Linked DNA regions of Rattus norvegicus: region 2 is linked to region 1. A link is a contact called in public Hi-C data. All regions are on one chromosome and are shown on one strand. The core of a region is the stretch at or near the end of the contact, and the rest is flanking DNA. Distances in the headings are between cores, read along the strand shown. Region 1 holds the start of Hey1 (hes-related family bHLH transcription factor with YRPW motif 1). Region 2 has its middle 72 kb from the start of Hey1.

Region 1 (3,818 bases), core at 961-3,460:
AGCAGCAGCGGGTGTGCGATGTGTGGGTGATGTCCGAAGGCGCTTCCCCAAGGAATGTGTCCGAGGCCCCCGTGAGCGCCGCTCGCGGCTTCCCGCTGGGATGCGTAGTTGTTGAGATGGGAGACCAGGCGAACACGAAGCGGATCGGAGGCATCGAGTCCTTCAATGATGCTCAGATAACGGGCAACTTCAGCCAGGCATTCCCGAAACCCCAAACTCCGATAGTCCATAGCCAGGGCGTGCGCGTCAAAATAACCTGTGCACAAAAACAAAAGAAAACCTTCAAGGCTCTGCTCATTTCCTGAATTTCTTCCACTCCAAAGGCAGCCCTTCCTGGCAACTACGTACAGGAATAAAACAGCACAGATCATGCTTGGGTCCTGCAAGCCCAAATACTTTGGAGCTGACCAAAATCTTTGCATTAATCAACATTATATGTTTGCTAATGCAAGTTCAAAGTCCAATTAGAAGCTGCTGGGCAGAAATTGGAATTCTACCCTACCAGCAGTTGAAACTATGTTCTCTCCTTTAATGTTTTCCCTCCACAACAACAAAAAATACATCAAGGACAGAGAAACCACAGAGCAGTGAAATTCATTAGACACACAGATGTAAGTTATCATCGTGGAGCTTTTAGGCACGTGGTCCTTGGTGAAGAATCTGGGGGCTGGAGACAGACACCGACTTCAGTCTCTCGCCCTGTTAGATTTTTTTTTCTCTACTTAGCCCCAGCAGGTCTCTTTCCTCCAAATTCTTTTGGCAGTTCGTTTTCTAAATCCTCTATATGAGGCTATCTAGTTGTTGTTTTTAACAAGCCATTTCCCAAGGTTTTCTTAAATAGTAACAGACAAATGTGACTGACTTGACCTAAATCAGGGCTGTCACAACTGGAGGAGCTCCTGGAGAAGGCACTTGCTGAAAGGTGCATTAGCTCATTGAGAGAGGACTAGGGTGATGTATTCGCTGTTCAAGAACCCATGTGCTGTGGAAGGTGCACTGGTTGGCAATCACATACAGCTCTCTCCCCACCCCCAAAGCAAAAGCAGGCAGGGACTGCACCAATCCCAGACTGCGCTTGCTGCTCCCTCCACGCGCAGAGCCAGCTGAGCTGGAGAGGAATACCTTTCCCTCCTGCAGTGTGCAGCATTTTCAGGTGATCCACAGTCATCTGCAAGATCTCAGCTTTTTCTAGCTTCGCAGATCCCTAAGAAGATGACAAGAGGCTTATTCGACACAAGTGCTTTTGGAGAACTTAAAATATGCACACGAACATGCATACATGTAAAATACAAACGTAAACAAAAGCAAAACGAGATGTATCCACAAAAATCTGTTGGAATTTGTGTAAGGACGTTCAACGACCTGGCACAAATGGAGGTTAGAAGCATGGAGGAGAGGAAATCAGAAGGTGCTGAAGGCTACACTAGGCGCTCTCATACTTCCTCCATTACCTGCTTCTCAAAAGCACTGGGTACCAGCCTTCTCAGCTCAGACAAACTGTTATTGATTCGGTCTCGTCGGCGCTTCTCGATGATCTATGGGAAGCAGACAAAAACAAAGGAAGGCATTTCCATTATGACTGTACATTCCAATGAGGAGCAATGTGGTTCTTTCCGTTAGTTAATATAACAATGTGCATATGTGTTTAAATTGGGGGGGGGGGGAGATACTCACGCCTCTCCGTCTTTTCCGGGCCAAAACCTGGGACGATGTGGTTGGGGACATGGAACCCAGCGCCGAACTCAAGTTTCTGTAAGATGGGAAGCAATTGCCTTGAGAAAGGATGAGGAGTCAGAGCCTTCCTACACTCAGATTTCTTTGGCAACTTGAGCTGGATAGAGCGGAGAGGATCGCTCACAGCCAGAAGCGGCCGGCCCACGACTCCCGGCAATGGGGACCCAGCACCAGCGCACCCCATCCTCTCCTCCGGCTCCGGATCGGCCGGACGCCGCTAACTCACCCATTCTCGTCTGCGCTCTCCTTCTCCACCTCGATGGTCTCGTCCAGCTCACTATCAGAGGAGCTGTAGTCCGGGTGAGCTCTCTTCATGGTGGCGGAGCGCGGGCTCCCAGGAGGGTCGCGCGGCGGGCAGGGAGGAGTTAACTGCGCGGCCGCTCGGCGCTCGGCTGCAGGCGGTGCGTGCACACTGATCCCACTCACGCTCAGCCTCTGGTTAAAACTCAACCATCCCTTTCCCACGCTGCGCCCCTTCCCAGGGATAGGGGGAGGGCGGAGGAGGCGGGGAGGTTGGGGCAGGGGCGGGGCCGCGGCTCCCGGGCAACCGCGGGCTCCCGCCAATCGGCGCCTCGCTACGCGGATTGGCAGCCGCAGTGGGGCGGGACGAGCAGACCAGGCCCGCTGCGCCCCGCCCCTGGAGCCCGCCCCTGCCCGGCGGCAGTGCGTCGGCTCTGCGGGAGCTCGGCTGGGGGCCGCGGGCGGCGGTGGGCCGGCGGCGGGCAGGAATGGAGGGCCGGCCGGGGACACCAGCCCGGCAATAGCCACCGACCCGCCCCACCCGGCGCGCCCCGATTGGCCTGGCCGTGTGCCAGGGCCGCGCCTGCAGCGCCGCCGGTGAGCCGCACGCGCCGCGGGCCGTGGGAAAGTGCCGGCGCCCCGGCCGCCAGCCAATCCGGACGGACGGCGACGGCGGCCGCGCTGGCGGCGGCGGCGGCAGCTCTGGGCGTCCGCATGAATGGAGAAGAATAGCCTGGCGGGGGAGCGGGGCTGCGCGAGGGCGCGCCTGCCGGGCTCCTGGTGTGAACCTGTAATCGGAGTCCGGGCGCCGGCGGGCCCCGGAAGCCCCTGCCCGCGTCCGGCTCTCGGCACTGCTGTCGGTGCCCAGCGGCGGGAGGCGCGCACAGTTGGCGGATCCTGCAGGAACAGTCGCCCGAGGCGCCGCTCGTTTGGGTGGTGGCCACCAGCTCTGGGAGCAGAGCCTGGGGCGCCGATCAAGGGATGCTGCCTTTTGGGCTCTGGGAGCCCGTGACAATCCTTCAGGGCTTCTCAACTCCGGGACGCATCTCATTCCCGGGAAAGTGGACCGCTTGTTTTCTGGGTTAGCTTGAGGGAGGGCTAGCTGTCCCCGGAGACATTCATTATGTTGGGATTTTTGCTGTTGTTTTGTTTTGTTTTTGCCCTCCCTTCCCCCTAGAGTTGGCGGCCAGATCCTCTCAGCAGGCGACAGGGTGGCGGCCTGAGTGTTTGCTTCTGAGTCTGACTTCGCTGCGGGGATGCACGTTTCTGGCCGGCACCGCGCAAACACACATCATCCCTTTGGTCTCATTTGGGGCAGGCATTTGGGGTGCTATATGAGGTTCTGCACACCGTTCTCCCCGCTTCCCCACCAGGAAGGCCGACTTTTAAAAATAGTTTGGTTCCCGAGTCCAGAGTTCATAGAAGTAGACGTCCTAGAGAAAACCCAGTCTATCCCGCTCAAAGGTAGTGAGTGCACTTTGGGATCCACTCTTGGAGCCTGCAATCCTGTCTGTGAAACAAAACTTCATAAACGTTGAGAAGAGTAAAGCAAACTCATCGCCTTTGCAAGCAATTCTGTTTCTAGACCTCAAGAGTTCCATGAGTGCAGACTAAAGCCAACCCCTAGGTCCAGTCCTCCATCTGCACACACTTTAGACCACCTCCTGCGTCCTTTGAAAGTTCTTACTGCACTTCACCCTAAGGTCCAGCTAGCTCCTCAGCCCTCCCGGGCTCCTCTGAAAAGGGGAGGTCGCTCCATCTTGTCTTTGTTCTTCCTAGTGCTCATATCCCACCACATAACGCTTAGGGGTGGTCAATCCAAGGTCAGGTTCACTGCCTTCTTC
Region 2 (3,818 bases), core at 771-3,270, 72 kb before region 1:
TTTGAGACCTCATCTCAAAAAAAGATAAAAATAATAATAAAATATAATAAATAACTCGGAGGACTTTCTTCTCTGGCTTCATGGTTAAAGCCCTCCCAATGGTAGGCTAAATCTAAGCCAATCAAAGGTGGGCGTTAGAGGATACAAGCAACTGCGGGAGTTGTACAGCCAGAAAGCAATCAATGCAAGTTACACAGAGCCCGGAATGAGTAAACCCGGGGGAAGTTTCCAGAGCCTGGAGAATTTCACGGCAACCACTTGAGCTCAGTAACTAGCGGTTACGACTCACTGAAGCCCTCATCACCCACGGTTACGACTCACTGAAGCCCTCATCACCCACGGTTCCTCGCAGCGCTCACACAGCCTGAAGGAGCTGCCACCCTAGCCTTCTGTTCTCGACTCTTCCGTACGCAAAACCATAGCCGCTGTCCCCCTCCATCCTTCTGCCTTCAGCCGTTCCCATAACTATCTCTGTCCCGTTTTTGTTCTTTGTGGCTCGTATTTTCATGTGTGTAGAGATGACTCTCTGCTGCGCCCTGTGCATGAGTGCGTAGAAGTGACCTTTAGCTTGGACACTAGTCTGATCCCTTCTGAAAACAGAACTCTAAGAAGCAAATGTCACCACTTCCTTCTCTAACAGTGGTTGCCACTGACCCACAGAGAGGAAAACTGTGGCATCCAGACCTTCCAAAGATCTGTACTGTCTGCCCCGAAGCACCTGCACAGACATCCTGAGCTTCTCTCCCCAATGCTGCTGATGGCAGTGGTCATAGCTCTCCAGAGCCAGGCCCTTCCCAGCTGTGTGTGCCTCGCTTTCCTGGCTTGAGGACGCATCCACACCATCTATACTAACTGCTTTTCAGATTCCCCCGTTGGGAGCCTGGGTAGAACTCCATCCACTGGGCTTCTCAGAACCGGCAGCTGTCTTCTCTACCTAGGATCCTTTGCAGGTCACTGTCCACAGCTATCACACTGAAACTGAAATCACCAACTTATTCCATGAACCTTACTGAGGGACGTAAGTGCCAAGTGCTTGGGCAGGTACTTGATGCACAACAGAAACTACAGGGAAATGAGCTTTGTCTCCTCCCACTTCGCTCTCTGTAAGTCTAACCTATGAGGGAAAATTGACAGTAAACAATGAGACTGAATATGACGGTTCATATTCAATTAAGTGATGAAAGTCAGCCAGTTAGGAAAATGGAGAAAGAGCAACTCTGACAGAGTGCCGTGCACACAGTAGGAACTCACTGAATTTCCTTAACCGCGGGACAGAACGAACAGAGTCTCAGAAGAAAGGTGACTAGACAAGAGGCACGCACGACGGTGTGAAATATCACTGTGAGGAGAGGAGAGCATTGGGAAGACATTACAAAAGAGATAGGGAGAGACTGGTCTGTCCCAGTTTCCTTTCAGGACAAAATGCGAGATCCCTCTGAGCCACCAGGGGGCAGTGTTTGATCACAAGTGATGAGAACTCCCCTGACCCAGGTAACAACACTGCACTGAATCTTCCCGGACAGTACTTCTAGGAAATAGAGTATATAACACATAAATATAAGCAAAGTGCTGTTCACTCCCTCCACATCACTAGTAAACACACAATCCTCAGAGATGATACATCTTATGGTGGGGTTAAATCTACTCAGGCGAGATGCATTCAGACTCAATTCTGCAATTAGCCTTATCTGCCGGACCAAATCCTCGCTTCCTGGTCAATTATCATTTCCATCGCTCAGCTATAGGTCCCAGCAGGTATTCATAATAGGTGCAAAGGAGTTTTCCGTTTCCTCTTCGGTGTTTATGCTGTTTGAGCACTTCCGCGCTCTGCTTCCTTCCTGTTGAATAGCTTTATTTAGCTTCATCTTGGGTTATTCAAACAGAGGAGAGGCAATTACAGGGTTTTTGTTTTTTTTTTGTTTTTTTTTTTTTTTTGCTTGGCAGTGAGGAAGACAGAGTTGCTCGCTGCTGGCTGGCAGAGTGGAAGGAGTCCTTGCTGCTCACTGCTAGTGAGGGAGCAGGCCCTGGCACAGTGCCATTTCTTGGCAAAACTCAGTGACCAAGTGCTTGCTGGAGGTGTCATTCATGATATCTAAGGATGTGATTCCTGACAGAACTAGAGGCCCTGGTCAGCACAAAGAGGGCGTCCCACAGACAAAGTGATACCCCTACCCAGACAATCTTGTAGGAGGGACCAGACGCTGTTTCAGGAAGTAAAATGCCTTAAAAGTTGGAAGGAAATGACCAAGCTGTGCTTCCTGGTTATTCAATCAACAGCTATTCACTGAACAGCATGCGTAAGACAGTGCTAGAGAGCAGTGTAATAGTAAGGCATTTTAAGGTCTTACCAGGGCCACATGGTAAGACCGACTCCTCTAAAAATAGATATTAATTTTCTCAGCTACTACCAATAGGCCACTTATAATAAATGACAGAGATATGAATAAGCCATAAGGCCTGGTGGACCTTTGAATAAATCATTTATTTGTAATGGTGTGTGTGTGTGTGTGTGTGTGTGTGTATGTGTGTGTGTGTGTGTATGTGTGTGTGTGTGTGTGCGTGTATGTGTGTGTGTGTGTGCGTGTATGTGTGTGTGTGTGTATGTGTGTGTATGTGTGTGTGTGTGTATGTGTGTGTATGTGTGTGTGTGTATGTGTGTGTGTGTATGTGTGTGTGTGTATGTGTGTGTGTGTGTATGTGTGTGTGTGTGTGTGTGTGTGTGTGTGTGTGTGTGTGTTTTACTACATTGAAGATGGAACTATTTGTTTGGAGATAGTTGAGGAAAGTAGCTAGAAGATGAATAGATAACGAAAGATAATCGATGGGTAGTTAGAATTCTCTGGAGGAACAGAACTCTTCCCAATAAAGAATACTTGCTAGAACATCTTGCAAAGATTGCCCACAATGGCTGTTTGAGCCTGGGAGCCTCTAGTTGCTCAGACCTTGAAGCTGAATGGCATTTTCAATCTGGCAATAACACCTAAAGGATTCCCAGAACATCGCTGGGCTTCAGCTGGGTTCTGATGTCAGCAGGAGGGGTGGCTGTGGCAGCCAGGATGCTCCCCCGGGGAGGCACAAGGCAGTCAACAGAACAAGAGCGGCACAGCTTCCCACAGACCTGTCTGCACCCACAGACCTGTCTGTCTGCACCCCACAGACCTGTCTGCACCCCCAGACCTGTCTGCACCCCCCAGACCTGTCTGCACCCCCAGACCTGTCTGCACCCCACAGACCTGTCTGCACCCCCAGACCTGTCTGCACCCCCAGACCTGTTTATACTTGGGAGCCTGCAAGAATACACTGCCCACTCTGGCAAACGGTTCTCGCCCTTAGTGACTCCTCCCTGTAAGTAACCTTGTCTGCCCATCCAGGGGAGTCTCTTAGCTGAGTCCTGAACCTGTTGAACTGAGAATTAAGATTAACCAAAATTCATTCCTAGACCACATGCACACACATGCACACACATGCACACACACGCACACGCGCACACACGTAAGGATGCTAGGGAGATATTAGAGTCTGCAATGTGACTGTAATAATGATAGAGAGGTAGCGGAGCCTCTAATGTGAGACACTGATCTGATAGGGAAAGGTTCAATGAAAGGTGTCAGTTATGGGCTGACAAAATGCCTCAGGGGAAAAAGCCACTCGCTGGCAAACCCGAGTTTCATCTTCAGAACATACATGGTGAAAAGAGAGAACTCCATCCACAGAATTGTCCTCTGACTTCCACACATGCACAACACAGAATAAAATTAATAACAACAACAATATTTTTTTTGAAAGAAAGGGAGAAAAGATGCCATTTGAGGGACGCC

Evidence for each region. Hi-C and Micro-C count contacts between places; a contact is called where the count stands out from the background.
Region 2: a Hi-C map of kidney shows a contact between it and region 1, with 6 times the contacts expected there. The contact joins the enhancer-like site here to the promoter of Hey1 in region 1. A contact is called at or near these places in 9 of 12 Hi-C or Micro-C datasets (the Rat2 cell line, Schwann cells, frontal cortex and 4 more) and 1 of 1 datasets of contacts at active chromatin or transcription factors (oligodendrocytes).

The regions. Positions count from the first base shown.
Region 1 is chr2:95,002,327-95,006,144 of GRCr8, reverse strand. It overlaps Hey1 (hes-related family bHLH transcription factor with YRPW motif 1), which reads right to left and starts at 2,210. Exons shown (of 5, transcript NM_001191845.2): 1 at 1,961-2,210; 2 at 1,675-1,750; 3 at 1,452-1,535; 4 at 1,123-1,204; 5 at 1-256. The coding sequence starts at 2,049.
Region 2 is chr2:95,073,888-95,077,705 of GRCr8, reverse strand. No RefSeq gene overlaps it. Among named protein-coding and RNA genes, the nearest start is that of Hey1, 72 kb to the right of the region's middle. Within about 2 kb of position 2,020, at least 3 of the 93 cell types and tissues checked have an H3K27ac peak or open chromatin away from gene starts, as enhancers often do.